Regions from separate parts of the Oryctolagus cuniculus genome. Here region 1 is linked to region 2. Evidence: chromatin contacts called from public Micro-C data. All regions are on one chromosome and are shown on one strand. Each heading gives the region's core, a stretch centred on a gene start, on an enhancer-like site or on the middle of the called end of the contact. The rest is flanking DNA. Distances are from core to core; before and after follow the strand shown.

The links. A called contact is a pair of places that touch in the nucleus more often than the background predicts.
Region 1: a Micro-C map of ear pinna shows a contact between it and region 2, with 2.5 times the contacts expected there. The contact joins the promoter of GRK5 here to the enhancer-like site in region 2. A contact is called at or near these places in 4 of 6 Hi-C or Micro-C datasets (ear pinna, embryonic fibroblasts, skin fibroblasts and 1 more).

The regions. Positions count from the first base shown.
Region 1 is chr15:11,445,060-11,451,702 of mOryCun1.1, reverse strand. GRK5 (G protein-coupled receptor kinase 5) reads left to right here and starts at 2,840. Exons shown (of 16, transcript XM_051824219.2): 1 at 2,840-3,048. The coding sequence starts at 2,997.
Region 2 is chr15:11,407,751-11,413,869 of mOryCun1.1, reverse strand. The region is part of intron 1 of GRK5 (G protein-coupled receptor kinase 5); the gene reads left to right. Among named protein-coding and RNA genes, the nearest start is that of GRK5, 38 kb to the left of the region's middle. Within about 2 kb of position 2,174, at least 3 of the 8 cell types and tissues checked have an H3K27ac peak or open chromatin away from gene starts, as enhancers often do. A contact at or near this core is called in ear pinna, where this site is marked.

The sequences.
Region 1 (6,643 bases), core at 1,591-4,090, 37 kb before region 2:
GTCTTTGGGCCCCTGCACCCACGTGGGAGACCCAGAAGATGCTCCTGGCTCCTGGCTTCGGATCGGTGCAGCTCCAGCCATTACTGCCAATTGGGGAGTGAACCAGCGGATGGAAGACCTCTCTCTCCCTCTCTCTCTCTCTCTCTCTGCGTAATTCTGACCTTCAAATAAATAAATAAATCTCTTAAAAAAAAAAAAAAAAGGAGTGGGGCTGGGGGTGACGGCTAGCTGTGGAGTTTCACTATTCCAGGTGGTGTCTACTGACCTGAGGATACACAGAACCCTGGAGTCTGTGAGAAAAATGTCAGAACCTCAGGACCCACCCAGACTTAGCTAAACTCAATCTGCATTTTAACAACATCTCCTGATTGATGATCCGGTGCTTGTGAAAGTTTGAGAGTGTGGAGCATAAGCTATCTAATAGGTATTCAATTCTTAAAAATATTTGAAGGGCCAGCACTGTGGCATAGCGGGTAAAGCCGCCGCCTGCAGTGCTGGCATCCCATATGGGCACCAGTTTGAGTCCCGGCTGCTCCACTTCCAATCCAGCTCTCTGCTATGGCCTGGGAAAGCAGTAGAAGATGGCCCAAGTGCTTGGGCCCCTGCACCCACGTGGGAGACCTGGAAGGAGCTCCTGGCTCCTGGCTTCCGATCAGCTCAGCTCCAGTCATTGTGGCCATCTGGGGAGTGAACCAGCAGGTGGAAGACCTCTCTCTTTCTGTAACTCTACCTTTCAAGTAAATAAATAAATCTTAAAATAATATTTATTTGAATGACAGAGTGCCAGAAAGAGAGTGGGATAGACAAAGAGAAAGCAAGATCTTCCATCTGCTGGTTCATTCCCCAAATGGCAACAACAGCCAGGGCTGGGTCATGCTGAAGCCAGGATCCTAAACTCCATCTGGGTCTCCCATGTGGGTGGCAGTGGCCCAGCCACTCAGGGCCAATCTTCCACAGCTTTCCCAGGCGGGAAGTGGAGCAGCCATGCTGTGTCAGGAGAGGCTGGTGTCCTACACAGTAGCTGACTTAACCTGCTGTGCCACAAGGCTGGCTCTAGCTATTATTATTTTTTAATTTGACAGGTAGAGTTATAGACAGAGAGAGAGACAGAGAGAAAGGTCTTCCTTCTGTTGGTTCATCCCCCAAACCGCCACTATGGCCAGCGCTGTGCCGATCCGAAGCCAGGAGCCAGGTGCTTCCTCCTGGTCTCCCATGCGGGTGCAGGGCCCAAGCACTTGGGCCATCCTCCAATGCCCTTCCGGGCCACAGCAGAGAGCTGGACTGGAAAAGGAGCAACCAGGACTAGAACCCTGCGACCATATGGGATGCCGGTGCCGCAGGCAGAGGATTAGCCAAGTGAGCCACGGCACAGGCCCTCTGGCTATTATTTTTAAAATGTCAACCAAATAAACTGTGGGCTGTCAGGGCCAGGCGGACAGCTACTTGAAGCTGATCTAAGACGGGGCCAGCTTCGCGGCTCCTCTTCTTCGTGACAAGTTTGGGCACAGTGAATGCGGGTCTGCGGTGAGGCCCGAGTCTGGGTTCCTTGCAACAGTAACTCCTGTAATGGAAGGCAGTAAACTGTTACTGCCACTTGGCAGACCCGGGAGACCCTGTGAGCCCCGTGCAGACCCCGGACGGCGGTGGTGGGCGGCGCGCTCCACGCTGGCGACCGTTCCTGGCGAAAGGCCTGGAGAGCCCGTTAGTCTCTGGGTTCTCCAGTGCATAGTAACTGTTCGTGTCTTTCGGCCACCTCCCTGTAACTTCCTGGCAACCAAGGGGACAGAAGGTGGCCTCTTTCAGGACAGAGCAGGCCCACCTCGGAGCAGCGGATTTCCGGCCGCAGCACACAAAGGCGGCCAAGGCCTCATTGTTCTCGGCGGCCAGGCCGCGCCTCCCCCAGCCCGAGGGGCGCTGGGCGCGGACCCCAGGAGTCCGGACACAGCTCTTTTCCTCCCCAGGAGATCGGAGCCGGCTACTCCACCGTCGCTGTGGCCGAGCGCATGAGCCCGGCCCCGGGACGAGGCTCGCCGCGTCCCCGTTGGCCTGAAGGAGTGCGGCTGTCCCCGGGGTCGTCGGCTTGTGGGCCCCGCGTGCTGGAAGGCTGCTTGTTAACCGAACGACCCACTGGCCAGGCCGGGACCCCGATCCCGGGCGCGGGAGGCCGTCGGCGGAGATCCCGGCCGCCGGGGGGCGCTCATGCTGCGCGGCCACCGACACGGGCTCCAGCGCGGGGCGGCTGCAGCTCGCGGACCCCTTCCCGCCCTCTGAGGAAACAAAGTACACCTTTGTCCTTGACCTGGCGCGAGCGTGTGCGAGACGGCGGGCCGGGGTCGGGCCCGCGGCCCTGGGGGCGCGGCGCCGCTCCGGGGCTCAGCCCCCTCGTGGATCCGAGGTGGCCCAGAGGAGCCGGGCTCCTGCTCGCGTCCCACCCCGAGCAACGCCCCAGCCCGCGGACTCCGCTTTCCGATCACCGGCGCGGCGGGGCCGCCCTAGCTCTCCGGCGCCGTCCCGGGGCGGGTCTGGGATTCCCGCCGCCGCCGCCGCCGCCGCCGCGCGCGGGGCCCGCCCCGCCCCAGCCTCACTCGGCGCAAGCGAGAGAACTACAAGTCCCATCAGCCCCTGCGGCGCGGCGCCGAGGCGGGAGGCGCGCCCTGGCCTGCGCCTGCGCAGTGCGGGGGCCCGAGCCTGCTGGTACCACACCCCCGGGAGGGCCGGAGGGGAGGCAGAAGCATCCGAAGCGTTAAAGCATCCGAGGGAGGCGGAGGGGAGGAGAATGGAGTGACAGAGGCTTGCGGCGGGTGGGGGGCGGGGGGCGGGGGACCCGGAGGGAGGAAGGAGCGGCGGCGGCGCTGCTCGCCGCAGAGGGGCGAGCTCCGAGCGCTGGGAGCAGGAATCATGCGGTAGGCGCGGCGGGCTCGCGCTCCACAGCAGCGGCAGCCCCGCAGGCGCTGACAGCCCCGCCGGCCGGCTCGCGCGCTGCCCGCCGGCTGTCAATGGAGCTGGAAAACATCGTGGCCAACACGGTCTTGCTGAAAGCCAGGGAAGGTGAGCGCGGGGCTGGCGCGGCCGCGTGCGGGCCGGGCCGGGCCGGGCCGGGCGGTGCGGGCGCGGGATGCCCCGGGCGAGCCGGCTCTGAGAGCGGCGGGGCGGGCGGCCGGGGTCCCGGGCGCGGGGAAGGCGCACCTGGGCGGGAGGGTGCGGGGGCCGGGATGCGGGGCCCTCAGACGGTGCGGGCTGAGGGGTCAGCGCGGGCAGCCGCGCGAACGTGCGCGCGGAACTGCGGCCGGAGCCGGCTCGGGCTGGGGCTGGTGCTGTGGGCAGAAGCCGGGTGCTGGCGTGCGCAGCCGACTTGAGACCGACTCTTGGCGGGGAGCAGCCGCGGGGAAACCCGGCGCTGGGGACGGCAGAGCCGGGGCGCGGGGCCGTCGGCCCGTCCGCGGCGTGGCGGAAGGGCGGCCGTGCGGGTCGCCGGCTCTCAGCGCCTTCCTCCGGGGCGGGGGCGCTGCAGGCCCCCCGACCGCCGGGTAGGCTCAGGTGGGTGCGTTGATGGGGTCTTGGAGGCACGTCCTCGGGCGCCGGCATGGGGTTGGCGGGGTGCGGTGGGCGAGATGCTGAGTCTGTCCTGGAAACACAGCTGGACGCTGCCTTAGCCGGGAAGAAGGGACAGGCGGAAAGGAGCCGGAAACTTAGGTGCTCCTGAAGAGGAGCGCGGCGGGGTCTGTGTAAGGTCCAGCGTGCGGCTGTCTCCCGACAGGGGAAGTGGCTTGCCCCTTTGGTAGCCGAGGTAAGAAGGCAGACGGAGGGGGGCTCGGTAAGCAGCCCAGGAAATGCCTTACCTACTTCTTAATATTTTCATTCACCCGCTTTGATGAATGAAGGAAGAATTCCTGGCCAGCAATAAAAAGGCCCGTGTTTACCCAGCCCATTCCATCGCCTTGTGGCTGGACATGGTGTGCGGGTGGAGGGGGGGGGGGCGGTGCAGAGCCCACCGTGGCCTGGGGCTCAGCAGCTGAGCCGGCCCTTGGCACTTGTCTCTCTGAGGCAGCCTCTCCGCCAAGGTTCGCTTCGAAAGCCCCCAGAGAGGCAGTGGCTGAAGACCCTGAGCTGAGGTTGAAATAGGCGGGCCTGTCCCGGCCTTCCCCCAAGGCTGAGCCTGGGTGTGAGCACATTTTTACCAAAGGCTGTTCCTTAGCGACTTTGGGTTCTAAGGCCTGGGGTTTTGTGTGTCTTCCTGCAGCCGGACGTTCTTAGCCAGCTGAGCCCAAGTGGCAGCGGGCGGGGTCTCCTCTGGGCTGGGCAAGTGTCCTGTCGGACAGACCCCTGTTTGCAGTCTCTGCGGCAGACCACCTGCTGTGGGGACCCAGTGGACCGGCTCCCTCGGGGCTGGGGAAGTTTCCACCCCCTCATTCTGAAATTGTTTCTTGGGCAGCCTCTGGTATGGTGGTGCGGTAGGCCTTGCAAGTGCCTCTGATTCCGCCTGTTGCTGGGGAGCGGCTTGCTCCCCGGATTTCTGTTCCGCTGCACATTTGCTTGCCTGCAGGGTGCCTCTCTCTTCCCTCACGTTTGGTTACTGAGGTGGGGGGGGGGGGGCAGAGTGATATCAGCTACCCCCTGTGCGCGCGTGCGCGCGCACACACACACACACACGCACTGTTCTGCCTGGTGTTTTTCACTGAAATGAGTTTACCTGCTGATACTTTTGTCAGGATAATAAAATGGTTTTTTTCAGAGCCTTGGGGAAGAGAGCTTCTGGCTGGCAGATTGTGTGCAGTGACCAATGCCTGTTGGCCAGAATTACAGTGATTAATAGTGTTCAAGAATGCATCTTTTGGTTTTTTATTTTTTTCCTCTTTTAACGTCTTTTTCAGTCTCACTGTGAGAGTTTAGCTCTTGAGGGTGGTTTTGAAATTGAGGGAAAATGTAAGGAAACCTGCAGAGACTGACACACGGATGAGAAAAATTCATCATTTATGTGGAAACTTCATTTAAAAATTTGTACTTTGCTTTCTCTCTTACATCAAGAGAATCAGTGATTTCAAGTGCTTCACTCTCTGGCGATGGGGCTCAGTGTGGCATTTTTTAGAAATAAAAACAACTTACTTTTCTCCTCTCAGCTCTCTCCTTGAGCTTATTCTATCAAACCTCGTAATTCTCCAGATATCCAGAAATGAGTCTGAGACCATGTAGTGACGTATCTGGCATAACATTTGTAGTACACGAAAAAATTTGAGTTGGAATTGTTTGAAAAACACTCCTTAAAAATGCTTGTGAATGGTTACAGATAGGAAATATAATTGGTGAATGTGAAATTTAATTTAAGGGGCCAGTGCTGTGGCCTCTGCCTGCAGCGCTGGCATCCCATACGGGCGCCCGTTCTAGTCCTGGCTGCTCCTCTTCTGATACAGCTCTCTGCTATGGCCTGGGGAAGCAGTAGAAGATGGCCCAGGCGCTTGGGCTCCTGCACCCGTGTGGGAGACCCAGAAGAAGTTCCTGGTTCCTGGCTTTGGATCAGCTCAGCTCCAGCCGTTGCAGCCATTTGGGGAGTGAACCAGCGGATGGAAGACCTTTCTCTCTGTCTCTCCCTCTCACTGTCTGTAGCTCTACCTCTCAAATAAATAAATGAAATCTTAAAAAAAAAAAAAAAAGAAATTCAATTTAGTTCACTTAACAAAAATATATTGGAAACGATTTAAAATATGGCTTTCAAATAAAAGTCACATTTGTCCCAAACAATAGAGAAACAGACTTTGAAGAAAGACAGACACGCTTTGCAAATGCTATAAAGTAATTTGTAGTTGTCCATGTTTGTGGGTAAATTGGGGCCTATCTTTTGTTATTATTCCGCATTCCTAACGGCTTTGAAATTTGCTGTATGTTCAGATTCTTACCGTGGCAAATCATGGATACAGTGGAAAACTTTAAAGTAGCAACAACATAGAAAGTCTACCAGTGGAGTAGAGTAAAAACGATTCAATGTTAGTGATTTAGAAAATGTAGCAGGCAAGTTGCACCTTTGTGACAATTGTTTAGAAATAAGAAAAGATAGAGATCTGAGTTCAACATTTTAAATTCACGGAAATGTATTTTTTGGGCTGTTTATTTGTCTTGGTCTCATGAGAAAACATCACTTAATTGCTCTTGGGAATGTTGGATTACTCCCCTAAAAAGCGGCTGAGGAAAAAAAGAAAGGAGTTGAGATTGAATTCCTGCCAGTTTATGGAAATGAGCTAAGTGATTAAGCATTTAATGAAAAAGAGACCCAGGCTAACTTTTCTATCTATCTATTTACATTTCAGAATCAGAAAATTGGCAGGCCAACTAGTGTTGAAATAATGGTAGTGAGAAGGAGTGTTTGCAGAGTGCCTTTTGTGTGTTTCTTTTGGTTTTATTGTCGCAATAAAGGTTTTCAGTTTTTCTCATACTTGAGATCTGTTCATTTCTGAGTGAGCTGTAAGGAGAGGAAACTGCAAGGCCACCCGTAGCCATAGCTGATCAATAAAGACATCAGAAAGAGTATCGATCATATTTTACTGAGCTTGAAACTGTCAAGCACCAAGTACAGGAACCTAATGACTTTACCGTTTGTCACAACTGCTGAAAGCTAGCAGTTCTTGCGCAGCTAACTGCAACTTGCTGGCCT
Region 2 (6,119 bases), core at 925-3,424:
TGTTATTGCGGTGTCATTGTGATCACTGTCCCAACTCTGTGTCCACTGGGAGGGTATCACAGATGCTGGAAGTGGGCCCAGTGGGGGCAGGTGTGTGGGTGCCGGCCCCTGACCGCCTCACAGTCACGCAGTCTCTGCTTTCCCACCTTCTCCACGAGTCTAGTTGAGGGCTCGGGGCTTAGACAACTCCCTGCCATCCATAGAAGTGCAGCGCCCAGCCCTCTGGAGTGGGTCTACTGGGAATCTGTCTGCAATCAGACCACGCTGCAGGCTTGTGGAGCGAGACCCCCTTCTGTGCTACACCGAAGGGCTCAGGGTCTCGGTCGGTCGGCTCAAGATGCAGAAGCCAAATGCAGATGTTGGTTGGAGCCCTGTCGTGGGGGCCTTGCGAAAGCTTCCTGCCCTGCTGTCCCTCCAGGCCCAGGCTGGGGTAAGGAGAGGTCAGACAGGCTTTGCTCCCTACGTGCACATTTCAAAGCCAGCGTCTTCAGCACTGAGTCAGAGCTGCAGGAAAAATTGGAAGTGGCCCTGGGAGGGAGGAGGGAGTGGCTCCGTCACGGCCGGGTTTATCGTCTCATTCCGTGTCGCCTTTGGAACAGCGTCCGCTCTTGTATTCCTCACGTGCCATGTCATAGTCTGCACTGCTCCGCCACGCTGAGAGTGATGCGGTGTCATGGATAAAACTTCTTTGGGTGAAATGTCTATTTTTAGGCGCTCCGCTGCTCTCCCATCAGTGTTGCACATGTGACCCACATGTCCGGAGTCCCCGGAAGTTCCTGGTCTTGTCCGGGGCCGACGTGTCAGGGTCGGAGGAGCACTCGCGTCCTTTCCTCCCCTCCCCTTTTCCCGCTTCGCACGCCGACATCAAGGAAAACAGAAACACTGCTTATCCCCCAAACTGTCTGGACTCAAGACTTGGAATCGTAATCTGCATAGACAGTAGTTCTCTGTGAGGAATGTGAAACATTTAACAGAATTTCCTGAAGGAACAGAGAGCCACGATTCCTTGATTAAAACCACATTAAAACAAAAAGCAGGCAGTCTCCAGGACACCCAGCAAGAGCGTTTCTCATTTAACCAGATTTCAGATCAGCGCAAGTGGGATGTTCATGGCATCACCAGGGCCGCGTGCGGTGCTCACGCTTTTCAAGAACACACTCAGACCTTCCAGAAGGCTCGGCCTCCCTTTCTGCAGCGCCGTTGCCAAGAGTGACTGCGACAGAGGACAAACCAAGCTTCCATCTGACAGGCGGCACATGTTTATCCGGAGCTGTCATTGTCATACTCCCACGGTGTTGTTTTCTTGCTGTCTCACGGAGCAATGATGAAAGGTGTCAGGGGAACAAACATAAAAGAGAGCCTTTCAGAGATACATGCCCAAAGCAGGCCTTGTCAACCATGACACTTAAAAAATTATTTATTATTTTATTTGAGAGGGTGAGAGACAGGAAGAGAGACAAATAGACACACAGAGAGAGCGATCTCCCCTCTGCTGGTTCTCTCCCCAAGTGCTTGCAGCAGCTTGGGCTGGGCTAGGCAGAAGCTGGGAGCCAGGCACTCAGTCCAGGCCTCCCAGATGGATGGCAGGGGCCCAAGTACTCAAGCCATCACCTACTGCTTCCTAGGGTCTGCATGAGCAGGAAGCTGGAGTGAGAGTAGAGTCAGGACCTGAACCTAGGTACTCTGGTGTGGGATGTGGGCTTCCCGAGAGCAATCTGACCTCTAGGCCAAACGTGCCTTCCTGGGAAAGGCTCCTGGCAGCATCCAGTGTCCGGAGTGCAGCCCTTTCCCAGGAAATGGGTGTGCCTTAGTCCTGAGTTGCTGGTGGGGGTGTTTGTGAGGGGCTGGGGTCATTCAATGGCTTTTACCTCCTGTCTATGGGCTCTAAGGGGAGACCTTGACAAATAGCACCCTTCTGCCCCAAACAAACTGAGCAGTGCAGCCATGGGGCAAGGTTTGAACTTGAGCTTCCCCAGATCATCATCAACGTCGTCTTCCTCCCCTGGGGCCAGTAAACCAAATGTCCAGAGGCCAGGAGTTCTCAGGGAAGATGAAGGACACTCGGAATTGAGGGTCGAGGCCAGATAGAACGCCTGGGCCCTGTCCCCGTGCCAGGTAGGGGAGGTCGGCCTGGTTTGCTGGCTCTTGAGGCTCATTGCTGCCCTGATGTGATAACCACTGGTGTAGGGGACACAGCCTCAGCCTCCCAGCCACCCAGTGTGACCCGAGCCCAGGCCTGGCGGACTCCTGACTTTGCGGTGGCCTTCAGTGAAGTCCCACAATTCCGAGGAAAAGCATTAGAATTGGAGTGCCCCCTAACTACCTCAAGTTCAGTGTTGCATCAGAAGAGGAGTCACCTCGGGTCACTGATGCCTCTTCTCCCACCTTGGTGGCTTCAGCAGCCCCCGGACCCTGCCCAGGGCAAGCTTGTTCTCTACCCCCACTTCCTTTATTTTTACACCAGAAGCTGGGACGCCTCCACACAGCTGCTCTGTTTTTCTGCCCAGCAGGCCGAGGCCAAGCCTGCCTGGGCCTGTTCCTGCAGTGCTCACAGGGCACTGCCTAGTCACGGTGGGACCAGCAGCCCACTCCAGCCTGTATGCACCCAGCTCATCTGGAGGTCTTAGCTACCGTAAGAGTGATGTGAGTGGCCAGCTGTCTCCACTGTGGCCCGGACAGCCCCACCCAGCTCTCGGAGGTCTGTGAGCCCCGAGCGTGACCTTTGTTGGGAAGGATGACACAATTCTGGAAAAATGCAGCATCTCCCAGACACAGTTTCTGGAGCTCTGACTGGGGGAGTGTGTGGGTTCTGTTCCCCAGGGTTGTGTGTGCGTGCATGTGCATGTGTGTCCACTTTTTCACGGGCACTCTTGTTTTCAGATACTCTTACGTTCTCAGCGACCCCTGGGAAGAGGATGAAGTCCAGAATGCTGTGACACCTGCTGAAAATGTTAGGCCTTAGTTAGGGGCCAGTGTGCATCCTCTGATTCCTGCCCTTTAAACCAAACCAACCACAGTGGAAGAGGCTGAGCTACCTGCTGGGCTGGCGACACACCTTTAATTTCTTCTTCTTTTTTTTTTTAGATTTATTTATTTACTTATTTGGAAGTCAGAATTAGAGAGAGAGAGAGAGAAGGAGGGAGGGAGTGAGGAAGAGGGGAGGGAGGGAGGGGAGGAGAGAGGGAGAGAGAGCTACCATTTGCTGATTTTACTCCCCAAATGGCCTCAATGGCTGGGGCTGGGCCAGGCCAAAGCCAGGAGCCAGGAGCTTCTTCCAGATCTCCTCTGTGAGTGCAGGGCCCTGAGCACTTGGGCCATCTTCTACTGCTTTCCCAGGCTCATTAGCAGGGAGCTGGATCAGAAGTAGAGCAGCTGGAACTCAAACCAGTGCCCATATGGGATGCTGGAGCTGCAGGCAGCAGCTTACCCCACTGTGCCACAGCACTGACCCCTTAATGCTATGCACCTTTGAAGAATGCTGTCAGAATCATGCAGCACTTGTGTTGAGGAGAACTTTAAAGAGGATTGCAGCCAAGCAACCAATTTTAAAGAAACAAACAGGGTCAGAGAGGACCATGATCCCCTTGAAGTCATGCCGCTGGAACTCAGTTCCTGCCTCTTGATGCCCAGAAGAGGGTTCTGCCTCCTCTGCCTCACTTCACATTTCCGTGTATTGGGATGGTGTTTAGACAGGAAAGAATTTATTTTTTTTGGCATTCTGATTTATTCATTTGTTCATTCAGCAATTCTGAGAGTCACATCCTGTTCCCAGGGCTGGAGATACAGAGTGGTAAGCAGGCAGCCTGTGCTCAGGGAGTTCACAGGGAGAGCAGCTGTTGCAGTGGCAGATGGGTGCTCACCTGGTGGGCTACCTGGAGGCCAGGCCAGGGAGGCAGGAGAAGGAGTTGGTGTGGGAGATGGAGGAGGGCTTCCAGCTTGGGGACCTGGGGCTGGTGCAAGCCAATCGAGTGTGAGTGACTCTGGATCATTCCTCCTCCAGGAGGAGGTGGGCTTCAAAGGTAAAGAGAAATGGAGAACGCAGGGACATCAGGATGTGTGATGTTTGACTTAAAAAAAATGAATAGTAGAGTGGATGGGCAGGTGTGTACGTATGTGCAGGCAAGGCCAGCAGCTGGGAGGAGACTGGGAAGAGGATCGACTAGAAGGCTGGGGGCTGTTCTGGCTCCCCTGGCAGAGGAGAGGGAGCTGCTTGGAGCCAAGAGGACCTAGGAGAGGTTGCGGTACAGGTTTCTGGAATAATAGTGGACCTGGTCAGAGGTGAGCTCTTTTTCTCAGGGACAGAGGGACCCAGGTTCTTTCTGCTCAAGACACAAGGAGCAGGAAGCCTTTGTGGCCAGCAGGACAAGAGCCAGTGGCACCTTGTGAGGGGAGGAGCTTCTGAGTGTCTCTGCACAGGCAGCAGGATCAGTCCCTCACACGGGTGTGGCTGTAAGAGCTCATCCCCACCGTCAAGGTCCGAAACGCTTTCACCACCCCAGAGAGAACCCTCGAGGCGGTCACTCTGCTCTGCCCCACTGCACCTGCTGGTGACTGCCCGTGTCCTGTCTTCATGGAGTGACCTGTTCTGAACATTTCACATAAATGCAGTCATACAAAATGTGGCCTTTTGTGTCTGGTGTCTGTCACTTAGCATGCTGTTTCCACAGTTCATCCACCCAGTGGCAGGTGTCAGCAGTGCCTTCTTCCTGGTGGGCTTTGGTTCAGACCCACATTTGTTTATCCCTTCATCTCTGGGTGCCCTGTTCATTTAAACTCTGGCCACAGCCCCTGACGTCTCCTTGAGGTGTCTAACACCTCCAATAGAAACCTCCTCACACATGGTAGGCTGGCTGTGTCTTACTCATTTGCCTGGTGGCTTTAGGAGCCTCTGCAGTTGTGACTTCAGACGGCAAAGTGCCCACATCCTCTCCCCATGCCCCGCTGTCACAGGTGGGATATCCCGGCCTCAGTACGGGGTGCTGTGCATGGGCGACTGCGACTTAGTGTCTTTCTTTAGAGCCACGCTCCAGCCGTGGCTGAGGAGCTGGCCCCAGCTCATCCAGGAGCATGCTGTGGAACCTTGCTTAGAGTACGGCCTTCATTGTCTTCCATTTCCTCCCATTTTTTCAATTAAGATGTAAGCTGTATACAGTAACAGCTTCCTTCCTTCCTTCCTTCCTTCCTTCCTTCCTTCCTTCCTTCCTTCCTTCCTTCTTCCTTCTTCCTTCTTCCTTCTTCCTTCTTCCTTCTTCCTTCCCGCCCTCTTTTGAAATTTATTTATTTGAAAGGCAGAGTTACACAGAGAAGAGATCTTCCATCCCCTTGTTCACTCCCCAAATGTCTGCAATAGTCAGGGCTGGGCCAGGCTGAAGCCAGGAGCCTGGAACTCCATCCGGATCTCCCATGTGGACGGCAGGGGCCCAAGGACTTGAGCCATTTTCTGCTGCCTTCCTAGGCACATTATCAGGGAGCTGCATCAGAAGTGGAGCAGTGGGGACTTGAACCAGCACTCTTATGGGATGCTGGCATCATAGGTGGCAGCTTAATCCACTGTGCCACATGCTGGCCCCAACATTTACCTTCCTAACGTGCACAGTTGTGAGTATTTTAACAAACATGCACTCTTGTCCTTAACACCATTAAGAGCGCTTTCACCGCCCTGGAGCCCCCAGTCTTGGGCACCCACTGATCTGTTTCCCATCTCTGTGTTTGTCTTGACAAGAATGTTGCACAAATGGAATCCGACAGAATGTGGCCTTTCGAGTGTTTCACTTAGCGTGAGGCATTTGAGATTTGTTCATGTCTCTCTGTATCAGTTCCTTTGGATTTCTGAGTAGGAGCCCATGCTTTGTTTATCTGTTCCCCCGTTGAAAGACATTTGGGTGGCTTCCAGTTCTGGGTGATTATGAATAAAGCCACTATAAACACTCACGCACAGCTTTTTGTGTGAACATACGTTTTCATTTCGCTTGGGTAAATAACTAGCAGTGGGATTGCTGGGTCATATGGTAGGTGTATGTTTAACTTTACCAGAAACTTCCAAGCTGTTTTCCAAAGCGCTTTCTCATTTTGCATTCCCACCGGTGATGTGTGAGCATTTGTTTCTTTCTTTACATCCC